Regions from separate parts of the Mus musculus genome. Here region 1 is linked to region 2. A link is a contact called in public promoter capture Hi-C data. All regions are on one chromosome and are shown on one strand. Each heading gives the region's core, a stretch centred on a gene start, on an enhancer-like site or on the middle of the called end of the contact. The rest is flanking DNA. Distances are from core to core; before and after follow the strand shown.

Evidence for each region. Promoter capture Hi-C pulls out the DNA fragments that hold promoters and counts their contacts.
Region 1: a promoter capture Hi-C map of trophoblast stem cells shows a contact between it and region 2, with 2.6 times the contacts expected there. The contact joins the enhancer-like site here to the promoter of Zfp286os in region 2. A contact is called at or near these places in 6 of 39 promoter capture datasets (3T3-L1-derived adipocytes, embryonic stem cells, hippocampal neurons and 3 more) and 1 of 115 datasets of contacts at active chromatin or transcription factors (embryonic stem cells).

What each region holds. Positions count from the first base shown.
Region 1 is chr11:63,285,706-63,291,385 of GRCm38.p6, reverse strand. No RefSeq gene overlaps it. Among named protein-coding and RNA genes, the nearest start is that of Gm29851, 38 kb to the right of the region's middle. Within about 2 kb of position 1,650, at least 2 of the 459 cell types and tissues checked have an H3K27ac peak or open chromatin away from gene starts, as enhancers often do. A contact at or near this core is called in trophoblast stem cells, where this site is marked.
Region 2 is chr11:62,754,940-62,760,165 of GRCm38.p6, reverse strand. Zfp286os (a long non-coding RNA gene) reads right to left here and starts at 3,346. Exons shown (of 3, transcript XR_879919.3): 1 at 3,061-3,346. It also overlaps a transcript of Zfp286 not described here.

The DNA of each region.
Region 1 (5,680 bases), core at 401-2,900, 530 kb before region 2:
ATCACCCACCTCCCCTGCCAGAAGCCAGGGAGTTTTAGAGAAATTTCTGAGAAATTGTAAAGGTAGATAGTTAATACCACCACCATCACTCTGCCCTGGTTGTTGTGTTCCTTGCAGAGGGGTATGGCATGTCTGAGTGCTGAAGTCCTCCAGGCATTGGTTGGAGAGTAAGACAGGAATGATATCATGGGCACAATACAGACAAGGAATCAAAGATGGCCGCCCCAGCTCTATCCCATGCCAATCTAGTCAGGGATTTCCAACAGGGCTTTACCCAGGTCACAGACTTACAGAGTCTTTTAATGTGTAGTCCTTTTATCTATTTTTGAAAATGCATGTGCTTTTGGACAAGTTGCTCTCCGGAGGGAATGAAGATGACAGAGGCAGAAGCGGGTACCTGGTTCTCAGAAGACAAAGCCGGGCATCAAGGTCTCTGTCATTTTAGTAAGTGTATTTGGTGACAGGCCCTCCAGCTACCAAATGAGCAATGGAATTGATTATGAAGTTGTTAAGACATCCCTGATCTCCAAGGATGACAGCCCGGCGCCTGCATTTCTCTGTGGACATTAAATCACCCCACGGAGGTGGCAGGCAGGGAAGTAAGAGAGCACACGCACGCTGAAACAACTCGGAACAGCGATGGCTTTATTTTGGAGATGACATTGAGAACACGAGAAGTTCCCGTTAGAGACACATGGAGATTTATTTTTATGACTTCTCAGCCTCGAGAATTATTTATAGGGCGACTCTTGAGACAAAGAAATAATTCACCACAGACCACGGGACTGCCTATGTTCTGAAGCCTTGAGAATAAGATACTCATTTTTTATTATGTCTATCGATATGGAAATGAATGCAAAAAGTTCATGATGGGCAGGAGCCCTGCCATGTGAATCCAGGGGCTTGCCAGCTCCGCCGTTAGTACTCATTCCTCTGTGTGCCTGGAGCTTCCTGGCTTCACTCATCTCCCCCAACTGCCCTGGGTTTCAGTTTGGTGGACTGTGCACTATATGTAGCCGAAAGTATAATTTTGTATTAGACAAAAAATAAATGTGTTATTTCCGAACATTGATGAGGTCCCTATAGGAAACCAGGGTGAGAAAGTGTGTGTCAGGACTGAGGCTTACAGGCAAACAGCCGTCCACGGCATCCGGTTAGCCATGTGAATGGTGTTTGCCGATGACTGCACATCCACTCTATAGGCCAAGACAAATGCATCCATCTTCTGTCAGCGCTGAGGTCTCCAGTTCTCTGTCATCTCTAGACACATGCCTGTCACAGATATCTAGAGCACTGTCTGTTAGAAGACACTGTGTATCTTAGCAATTCCTTTGGCCAATCAGTTTTTGGATCATTAAGGTTTTCTTAATGAAACGAAAATAAGTTGTCATTTGATCACAAACTTCCCAAATGTAACATCCAGATTTAGATTTCTCCCAAATTCCCTATGCTTCCTACCATGCTTATTTCAACCAAGACTGCACAATGCCTGCCTTGCAGGACAAGCTCCTCTCAGTCGACTGTGTAGGAAATCTATGCCTCATGTACAGGTCATGACCGAGCTGGGATAAAACATGCATTCCTAGCTATGGTCCCTGGGCTACGTTGAACTCTTCACTCACTAAAATTCGTCAGTGTCTTAGTTAGGTATTTAGTGCTGTGATAAAATAACCTGCCCAAAGGCGACTTGGACGAGAAAGGGTTTATTTATAGTCCATCACTGAGAGAAGTCACGGCAGGAACTCAAGCCGGAACCTGGAGGCAGGAGCTGAAGCAAAGATTGTGAAGGAGTGCTGCTTACAAGGTTGCACCCATTCCATGGCATGCTCAGCCTGCTTTCTTATATGACTCAGGACCCCTGCCCAGGGGTTGTACTACCCGCAGTGGGTTAGGCCCTTCCACGTCAATCACTTTTCAGAAATTGCACCCATGGACTTGCCTCTAAGTCAGTTTAGTGGAGAATGGAGATATTTTCTTAATTAAGATTCCTCTTCCCAGATGATCCTGGCTTATATCAAGTTGTCAAAAAAGAAAAAAGAAAAGAAAATAAGAGCCAGGCGGTGGTGGCATATGCCTTTAATTCCAGCACTTGGGAGGCAGAGGCAGGTGGATTTCTGAGTTCAAGGCCAGCCTGGTCTACAGAGTGAGTTCCAGGACAGCCAGGGCTATACAGAGAAATCCTGTCTCGAAGAAACCAAAAAAAAAAAAAAAAAAAGAAGAGGAAGAAGAAAGAAAGGAAGGGAGAAAGAAAAGGAAAGGAAAGAAAAGAAAAGAGGGGAGGGGAGGGGAGGAGAGGGGAGGGGAAGAAAAGAAAAGAAAAGAAAAGAAAAGAAAAGAAAAGAAAAGAAAAATTAATCTAACCAGGACAGTCACTCACTCAAAAGTCAACCAGCTAGCACAACAGCCATAATAAAAATAGTGCTGTCCATGAAAGGTACCATGGGCTTCATGTTAAGCCCACTTTAGCCACATGAAGCAATTCTCACTGTTGCATCTGCATCCCAAATTTCTTTCCAGATAAGGAATCTTCCTTTCCTTACCTTCAGTATCACCAACTACATTTACATCTGAATATAACATGCACCACAAACTCAGGAAGTAACCCTTTATCCTTGCTGGAAGAGATTTCTGGGCTTTGGCTTCTATGCCATCTCTGGGTTTGCCCTAAGGCATCTCACCCCACATAAACACCTGTCCACTGATCACTAGGAAGAAAGAATGATGTCTAAGGGGAGTGGTTTTGCTCAGAGTTAAAACAGTTGGAAGGGAGTGCTGCCTTGGTCCACTTTGAGTAATGTATAGAGGACAAAAGCTTATTTCTCATGAGGCTGAGAATTCCCACATCAGTGTGTGGAGAGGCCCATCACAACACAGGCCTCGGTTGGAAGTATGTTCTGTGTGGGGCATTCAAACTGATAACAGCCCTTCTTCCCGACAACAGTCACAATGTAACTGGACCATTTTCCTGTTCAACCACTCATCGGTTGCCTGCAGAGCGTGTGAACAAACTGATGGCTATTCCACGTGGCCTCAGATCACCAAGAGGCTCTAACAAATGAACATGAGTGGTCCAAGGCCAACAAAGTAGCACGGTGTCCCTCTCAAACAAAAGAGAACTCTCGCCCAGTTCTGGGCAATGGAGCCAGCCTGGAGTGGTAACCATCAGATTCAATAAGTGCAACTTGAAAGTATAGCACTCTTCTTACTGAAGCTGGCTGTGATGTACAAAAAGCAAGGTCAACTCTCTCTAGCAAGCTGAGGACAGTGACAGATTTTGCCCACCATACCATACCAGTCTTATATACTTGGTGAGTCTTTCTGTCATTAATCTCCTGGGAATTTGCATAGTTTTGAAAATACTTTGAACATCAGACTCATTAATTCTTAAGTCAGAAGAAAACTCACCCACGCACGGCTCCCCTGGGGAGTCATTATGTTCAGCTGATAGAATGTCAGGCATGTTGCTAAAACCCAAAGAGGGTGGGTCAAGTCAGATATAACATTTGCTGAGACTAGACTCAATAGTCAGAGCAGTGTGATACCCTTGTTTTGTATGGAAGGAAGCCAGCAAAAGGGCAGCAGGAGCTGAAGCTATCTTTTGAGCCCAGGATGCTAACAGCATTAAGCCCACAAATGCTTATGGTGTCTGCCTCTGATCCCACAGAGGCTGTGCCATGTGCCGGAACAGGGAACAACCTCTTGTAACTTCTACCACATTGTGTACTTGGGTCCTGGAAATATGCACGCAGGAGTGAAAATAAACACAGGCAGCCTTCTCCAAGGGCAGCAGGAACTCAGACAAGAGTTACCCACCAGAGCTACCCTGGTGAGGGGAGGGAACTCATGCAGGGGTTGGATAAAGGCTGAGATGGAGAGAAGAAGAAAGAACAGTGATGGAGTTGAAGATGCTTGGGCAGGGGGCGGGGGGCGGGGAGGATGGCTAATATGTGAACTTAGCGAGAGAGTTTCAGGCAAACAAATAATCAAACAAGGAAGTCGGGGGGGGGGGGGAACTGACAGGAGAGACTGTGAGAGTTCTGCCAGAGTGAGACGTTCTGCTCTATCCTGTAGACAAATGGAAATGACTGAAGGTTTTGGTTTTGGCTTTGTTTGATACTTGGTTTTTTGAGACAAGATCTTGGCTGTAAAACCAAGATGGCTCTGAATTCACTATGTTCTTTACCCACTCCCCACTCCCCACACCCACCTCTACCCTCACCCCTACCCCACCACCACTCACCCCACCCTCACGCCCACGCCCACCCCCACCCCACCACCACTATGCCTGGCAAATGGATGGCTTTGATTACAGAGGATGGTTTTGTGAAGTCAGGGTCTTGCATGTGCTAGAGAGAAGTCTGGATACACAGAGGCCTGGGGGAAGAGAATGGAATCTAGAAATGGACAGGGCCTGAGACAGGGAAAAAATACCAAATGGGACTGGAGAAGCTGCCTCAGTTTCCTGACAGTTTAAAATGTCTGGAGTGTCCTGTAATGCAGCATACAGAAGAAACTACAGACCAGAGAAAGCACTGGATAATGACACTTGGATGACTAAAAGTCTTCACCTATGGGAAAGATGGGGAAAGCCTAGGGAGAAAGAAGAAGCACACGAATTTAGGAGTACCCCAGACACTGGGCCAGACAGGTATGGAGAGATGAGGGTACCCTGTAAAGCAAAGAAGATGTGAGCCAGAGGCACCTATGTTGAGTGTCACTACATGTTTAGTAATAGATGCCACATGCACACAATCATGACCACTGTGCAGTGTCCTACCTAGTCAGAGAAAATTCACACCAAGAAAGAATGGCCTCCATGTGAATACCAGCTGCAGGAGGGCAGAGGCCGGCACACTCTCGGCTGGATCCCATGTGAAGAGGGCAGCTTTAGAGCTAAGGAAACCATGGAGAGATCCAGACTATACAGCCAGAGGAAACCGAGCAAAGGACCCAAACTATAGAGACAATCTCTCATAAGTATCACCTGTCATTAAGGAAGCATATGGCCAATGAGCTGGGGCAGGAAATAGGAAGTGGAACATCTGGCAAGGATAGACAGAATTCTGGGAAACAGTCAAGAGGCCAGAGAGATTTACCCAGGAACATTGAGGAGACGAATGTAAGAAGATGAGAGGAAACCAGCCACGTAACTCAACTCAGGTTAGAACAAAAGGAATAACAAGTTAAGAGCTAGTCCAAGAACAAGCCAAAGCTTGTTAATAAATAATTAGTCTCAGAGTCATTACTTCAGGGAGCTAAATGGCCAGCAGGAAAAACCTCAAATTACACTGAACAAGTAAATGGCTTTTCTGAAGGAATAGGCAGAGAGTAGCCTCAATGGGTGTGTTGGATTTGGATATAATAGAACATGGAAAATACTACCTTCAAATATTGCACCTGACATGTGTTTATGCTGAAGAAACCAAGAAGACATGAAGGGGAGACACCCTCTCCAGCTTTTGCTTGCCCCTCCCTCCTATAAGAGTTAGAAACACCACTTTGTGCTTAGAACTGAAGGCCCTCCCTCTAGGCCTCCTCATGCCACCTCTAAATCTAGTATGGTGCCTCATCTCTCCTAAAGCTCTTCTACCTCAAGTCTGATCATGGCTGCCCATGCTCACGAGGTTCTCACTTTACAGTGTTCATCTGAAGGCTAATTTTGTGTCAGCAACTTTCTACA
Region 2 (5,226 bases), core at 2,097-4,596:
TCCCAAGTCTGTGTCTTTTTAAATGTAGAATTAAGACCAATAATATTTAGAATTATTATTGAAAGATATGCATTGATCCTTGCCACTTCTTAACTTCGTAATGATTGGCTTTTTCCTCTTCTGCTCTCTGTTACTATCCTAGCATGTTCACTCTCTCCTGTGGCCTCACAGCTGGATTTGTTTTTCTCTTCCATCTGAAGGATGTCTTTAGTTATCTTCTGTATACCTGATTTAACGGTTAGATAGTCGTCTATTTTCGTCGTGAAGAGTCTTTGTCTCTCTTTCCGTTACGACAGATAGCTCTTCTGGATTTGCACTTGCTGTCTTGGAGATCTTGAACACAGCCTTGCAGGCCCTGCTTTCTTTTAAAGTTTGTGTTGATCAATCTACTGCTATTCCCATGGGCCTACCTCTGTGTGTGACTTAATGTTTCTCTGTTGCCATTTTACTATTTTTTTATGGTTTTAGAGCTTTATTGTAGAAAGGCAGGGGGAAAGAGAGAAGGTAAAAGAGAGAGAGAGAGACCAGCCATGGCCAAGAGGAGAGAAAGGGGGAAAGGGAGGGGGGAGGAAGAGAGGGAGAGAAGAGAAGGGGAGGAGAGAAGAGTAATGGGAGTAAGAGCAAGAGCTCTATTGCCACTTTAAATACACCGTCTTTGTCTGGTACATTTAGTGTTTTAGTTTAATATGACGTAAGGAGGTTTCTTTCTGGTCCTGTCCACTTGGTGTTTTAAGTGGCTCCTGTATCCGGACTGAGATCTCATTGCCTATATTAGTATGATTCTTTTGAGAATGTTTTTGTGCTTTGAGAATGAGAGTCTTTGTCTAGGCCCCTTTCCCTAATCATTAACTAAACTTTGATATACTCCAACTCACTGTTTATCCCCCAATACACTCAGCTGTTTGTCCTTCAACAGTTACTGAGGCTAAAGGGTCCGAACGTCATTAATGGGCTACAGCATTGGCATAGCGGCAATGCCCAGCAGCTGTGGTTGCTCCTGCAGCTAAGATTTTCCTCAGGGGATAGAACAGAGCGTATACATACAGCAGGCAACCTGGACATCTGGACTGAACTATTTTCTGGACTGTGCACTTCGACTCTACCACAACTGAGTCATGCGTGATTATTGCAACTGTGCTTCAACTGAGGGGGCTGTGGAGGCTGAAGATCGTCTTTAAAAGGAAGAAAGAAATCAAGGTGGAAAGAGGAGCTGGAGAGGAAGCTTGGATACTTTTGGACAGATTTCAGAGACTATCCAAGATATGGGAGTAGTTTAAAATTTTTTAAAAGGAGGAAGTAAATATGAGAGAAAGGAAAAGACTAAGAGTACAGGGGAGAGCATGAGAAGTGACCAGCAGTACAGTGAGGAATGCCTTACAGGAGACTGACTAAGAAATGAGATCCTAAACACCTAACAATGTACCCACGAAGGCGGAACCGACGTGAGACGCCAGAGTGGAGATTAAGTAATACGAATTAAAATGAATACTTGTGGGACGGATCGCTGGCACCGCTACAGTGAGTTGAAAGATGAAATTCTTAAGAGGCCTCTGGCTCTAGCCTGCCCCATTTGAACCTGTGGAGGGAAGAGGCCAGTGGGATCTATTCGATGCAGTCACATGAGAACAAATAAAGAGCTCTAGTGGCATTCCCGCAACATACAGACACAATGTGACCACATTGGGAAAAGGTATAAAAGTCTAGTGACACCCGTACCCCAAGATCATCTTCGGGGTCCTGACATGTTTAAGTTTAAATAGAGAATGGTTCTGGTTGTAGTCCACTTGTAAAAACAGTCGCAACTCCTTTCCTGCCTCAGCCTGCAGCGATCACAGGAGCTGTCCAGGGAGCAGCACCTCCTCTCCAGCCTTTCCAAAAAACAGCTCAGCCGCACATTGATGGCACCTCAACCTGTGTGGCCTGTGGCCTGGAAGATCTTCCCATCCTAACCCTTGGGCCCAACGCAGGGAAAGAGGGCTGAAAAAAGCTACCAATCCCTGAACAGAGAAACCCACCAATCCCTGAGCTCCCCCAAGCTCAGGACTTGAAATCCTACCAATCCTCAATCCGGAAATCTCTGTGGGGGTTCTCCTCCCGCCCCCCAAAAGCTCCGCCCCTAGCTGTGTAAACCCTGCTCTTGGTTCAACTTCTTGCTGTCCACTCCTGGGAGCAGTGGCAGCCACCCCTGGATTTGTCCCTCGTCTCCCTGGATTCATCCTTCCACTAGATCTCTTTCCTGAGATTTGCTGTCTGGTGGGACTCTCTTATCAGAAGCAGCCAAGAAGCAATGAAGAGAAGGGAAGAATGAGAAAAGGGGAGCAAGGCTGAGTGAGCCTCGTGAGCAACTCGGCTCAGCTGGGGAGACCCTCTCCTGGGAGCTGCAATGCCTCTGCTGAGGAGACTTCCTCTCAGAGCTGTGTGGTTCCTGGGCCGGGTGTCTCGGGATGCTCTTCCATCGGGATAACCTTCTCCCCTCTGAGCAGTGTGGCTCCTGGGTTCCTGAGTCCCAGGATACACTTCCAGACTGGTCAAAGTGTGAACCTGTCCATCATCAAAGATCCAGTCTCTTGTAGAAAGAAGATGGACCGGTATGATGTCAGAACTGTGTGAAATCTCTTTCCCGGACCTAAGTTTCCCCACTGGCTGGCACCAGACCCCTTTAGCATATTTTCATCCCTGTCAGGAAAGTTAAAGAACCAAAAATGATAGTGTAGATAGATATCGCCAGTTTTCCAATCAAGAAATTCAAAGCCAAGCAAAGTGTGGACATTCACCAACTCTCCTGGCTTCTGAGACTTTATAGGTGGCCTCTCTGCTCTCTGGGTGCCTTTCTTTAGCAACACAGAGGTGACCTTAGAAAAGATCTTGCCAAAGGTTCCTAGTGCTAGAGAGTGACACGGCCGTGGCCTCTAGACACAAACATTCCAATGTGATTGTATTTCTTAGATTGCGCGGAAGGTTGATAATCAGTAAACTGTTCTTAATCGCGAGGAAGGTTAAATGAAGAGTCTCTGAATGAAGGTTAACGTTGGCCGCCTTGCGGCGCGGTTCCGTGCTCACCGAGCGCCCTCTGCCGGGCACACAGCGGCCGCCAGGTACTTCTGCCCGGGTGCAGACGGGGGTGCGCTTTCCCTTCGTGAGTGCACGGCCTGGCCGATCCGGACCTAGCCTATCGGACCCTCCCATCCCTGAGGAGAGCGGCCTGGGCCACAGAGGCGGGATGCTGTAGGTCTCCCCTGCGCCCTCTGGTGGAGCGGAGCTTCAGAGCTGCAGCGTCACCAAGACCTCAGCCCTACCCGGGCCGGAGCAGCGGACCGCGTCAGAGAGGAGGGTGGACAATCCAAGGCCAGCCTCACCGGAGATGGCTTAGCCTGAGAGCTGAGCTGCATTCCTTCACCGGGCAGCTTGCACTGGCTGGCTGATTTTAAGCCATTTCAAATGATCCCTTTTTAAGCCATTTGTCATTCCCTGGCACGATCGTGGAATAGAATAATGTGCATTGGTTGGGACATGCTGGACTGGTCCAGGGTGCTGTAAGCGCTGCCAGAGCGTGCACCCTTCCTTCTTTACTTTTAAATGCACTGATACGGGAACCACAAGTGAGGTTTCTCCTTAAGTCTGTTGATAATTGTGCAGTAGATGGAAGAAACTCTTGTAGTTTCTAAAAGAATTTACCTAATACTCATAGAGTAGATGTTAAGTCAAACTCAGGTAGACGAAGAAAGGGTGCAGAGCTACAACATTCCAGTTCTCCAGAATCACTAAAGTTTATTATTAATCGATCCGCCTTGTTTGTACAATCTTTAACACAGGTGTGTCTTTTTTTTTTTTTTTTTTTCTTTTTTCTTTCTGGAAACTTCAGGTCACAAACAGGCTAAACACTGTGTCTAGCTGTGTGGCTTGTGTCTTGGTTAAAGGGATAAGATGCTGCAAGGGTGGTTAGCACTGGCCACTTTTGTTCTTTGAGACAGCTTTAGAGAACTTTTTAAATTTTGTGTATTGGAATAATAATGCCCATCAGATTAGTGTAAAGATTAAATGAGAATGTGTTTTTAAAGTTGCTTGTGCAATGTCAGACCAACCAGCTGTGACTACATTTAATAATCTTATGAACCCTAGATCTCCGGGGGCGGGGGGGAGAGACAAGTTGGATCTCACTGATGTTGCAGGGGTCTTCCCTGTGTTTCATGGGGCTCATCCCTGTGTTCCCTCATGGGAGCCCTGTCTCAGGGTTCCTGCGTGGTGAGTCTGAAGTTTCTAAGGCAGGACTGGTTTGCACGGTTTACCACTCTTCCCTACATTCCTCTCGGCAGGACAGCCACCCTTTCAGAAAGCAGAAGCAGAGATGGCTGCTGGGATGTTTGCAATTGGACCCCTGGTAAGTCGGGGTCTACTGGTTCCTGCCTGCTGCGTTGTCTGGGGGGCATCTACTGTTCTGGAATCTCGAAGCTTCTCTGCCTCACCCACACTCCTTCAACTGAGACCAGAGCCACATTTTTTGACCTATAAAAAATGGGGCCACCCCAATAAAAGTTATTATGTGTAAAAGAAAGTGCTCTCTGTTGGGGGGACAAAGGCCCGTGTAACCACTGAGCACTAGGGAGCCAGGAATGCTAAACACACCCGAGCACCTCCTCAATGCAGGAAATAAAAACCTGGTTTTCACCCCCAGAAGACTTGGAGTGGATATTGTTGACATCTGGTGACCTTTTTGCTATCTATGGTGACCTGATTTTTCCATGTTCTAATAATCAAAATGTATGGTGTTTTCAGCACTAGGGTCTCGCTGTCAAGTTCTTGGAAGCAACCAAGAGCAGTGGCAATAGCTGGCATTGTTCCTTTTGAACTCGGTTGGGTGGTTTAACTCGGCTGTTCTGGCTCAAACTCCTCTCCGAGCTGACTGATTCACACTGGCTTCTCTGGGCTTCTCCTGAATTGCTGTTTAGCCTCAAACTAACTGTGTCGATCTCTTCTGGTCCTCTGGTGAGAGAACAAATATTCTGGGTTCAGACTCCATCTTAGAGAACTTGACCTAAGGTTCAACTCAAGCTAATTAACAAACAGGCATCTAGCACTAGTTTCTAGGTTATCCACCAACAAGACCTAAGTTTAGCACCAGTTTCCAGGTTGTTCCCTAACAAATCTACACCCCCCAGGTTACAAGCCTGCCCCTGACACTTCACTTCCTAACAACCACCAATCAGGAGGAAAACAGAAGTTAAGTTT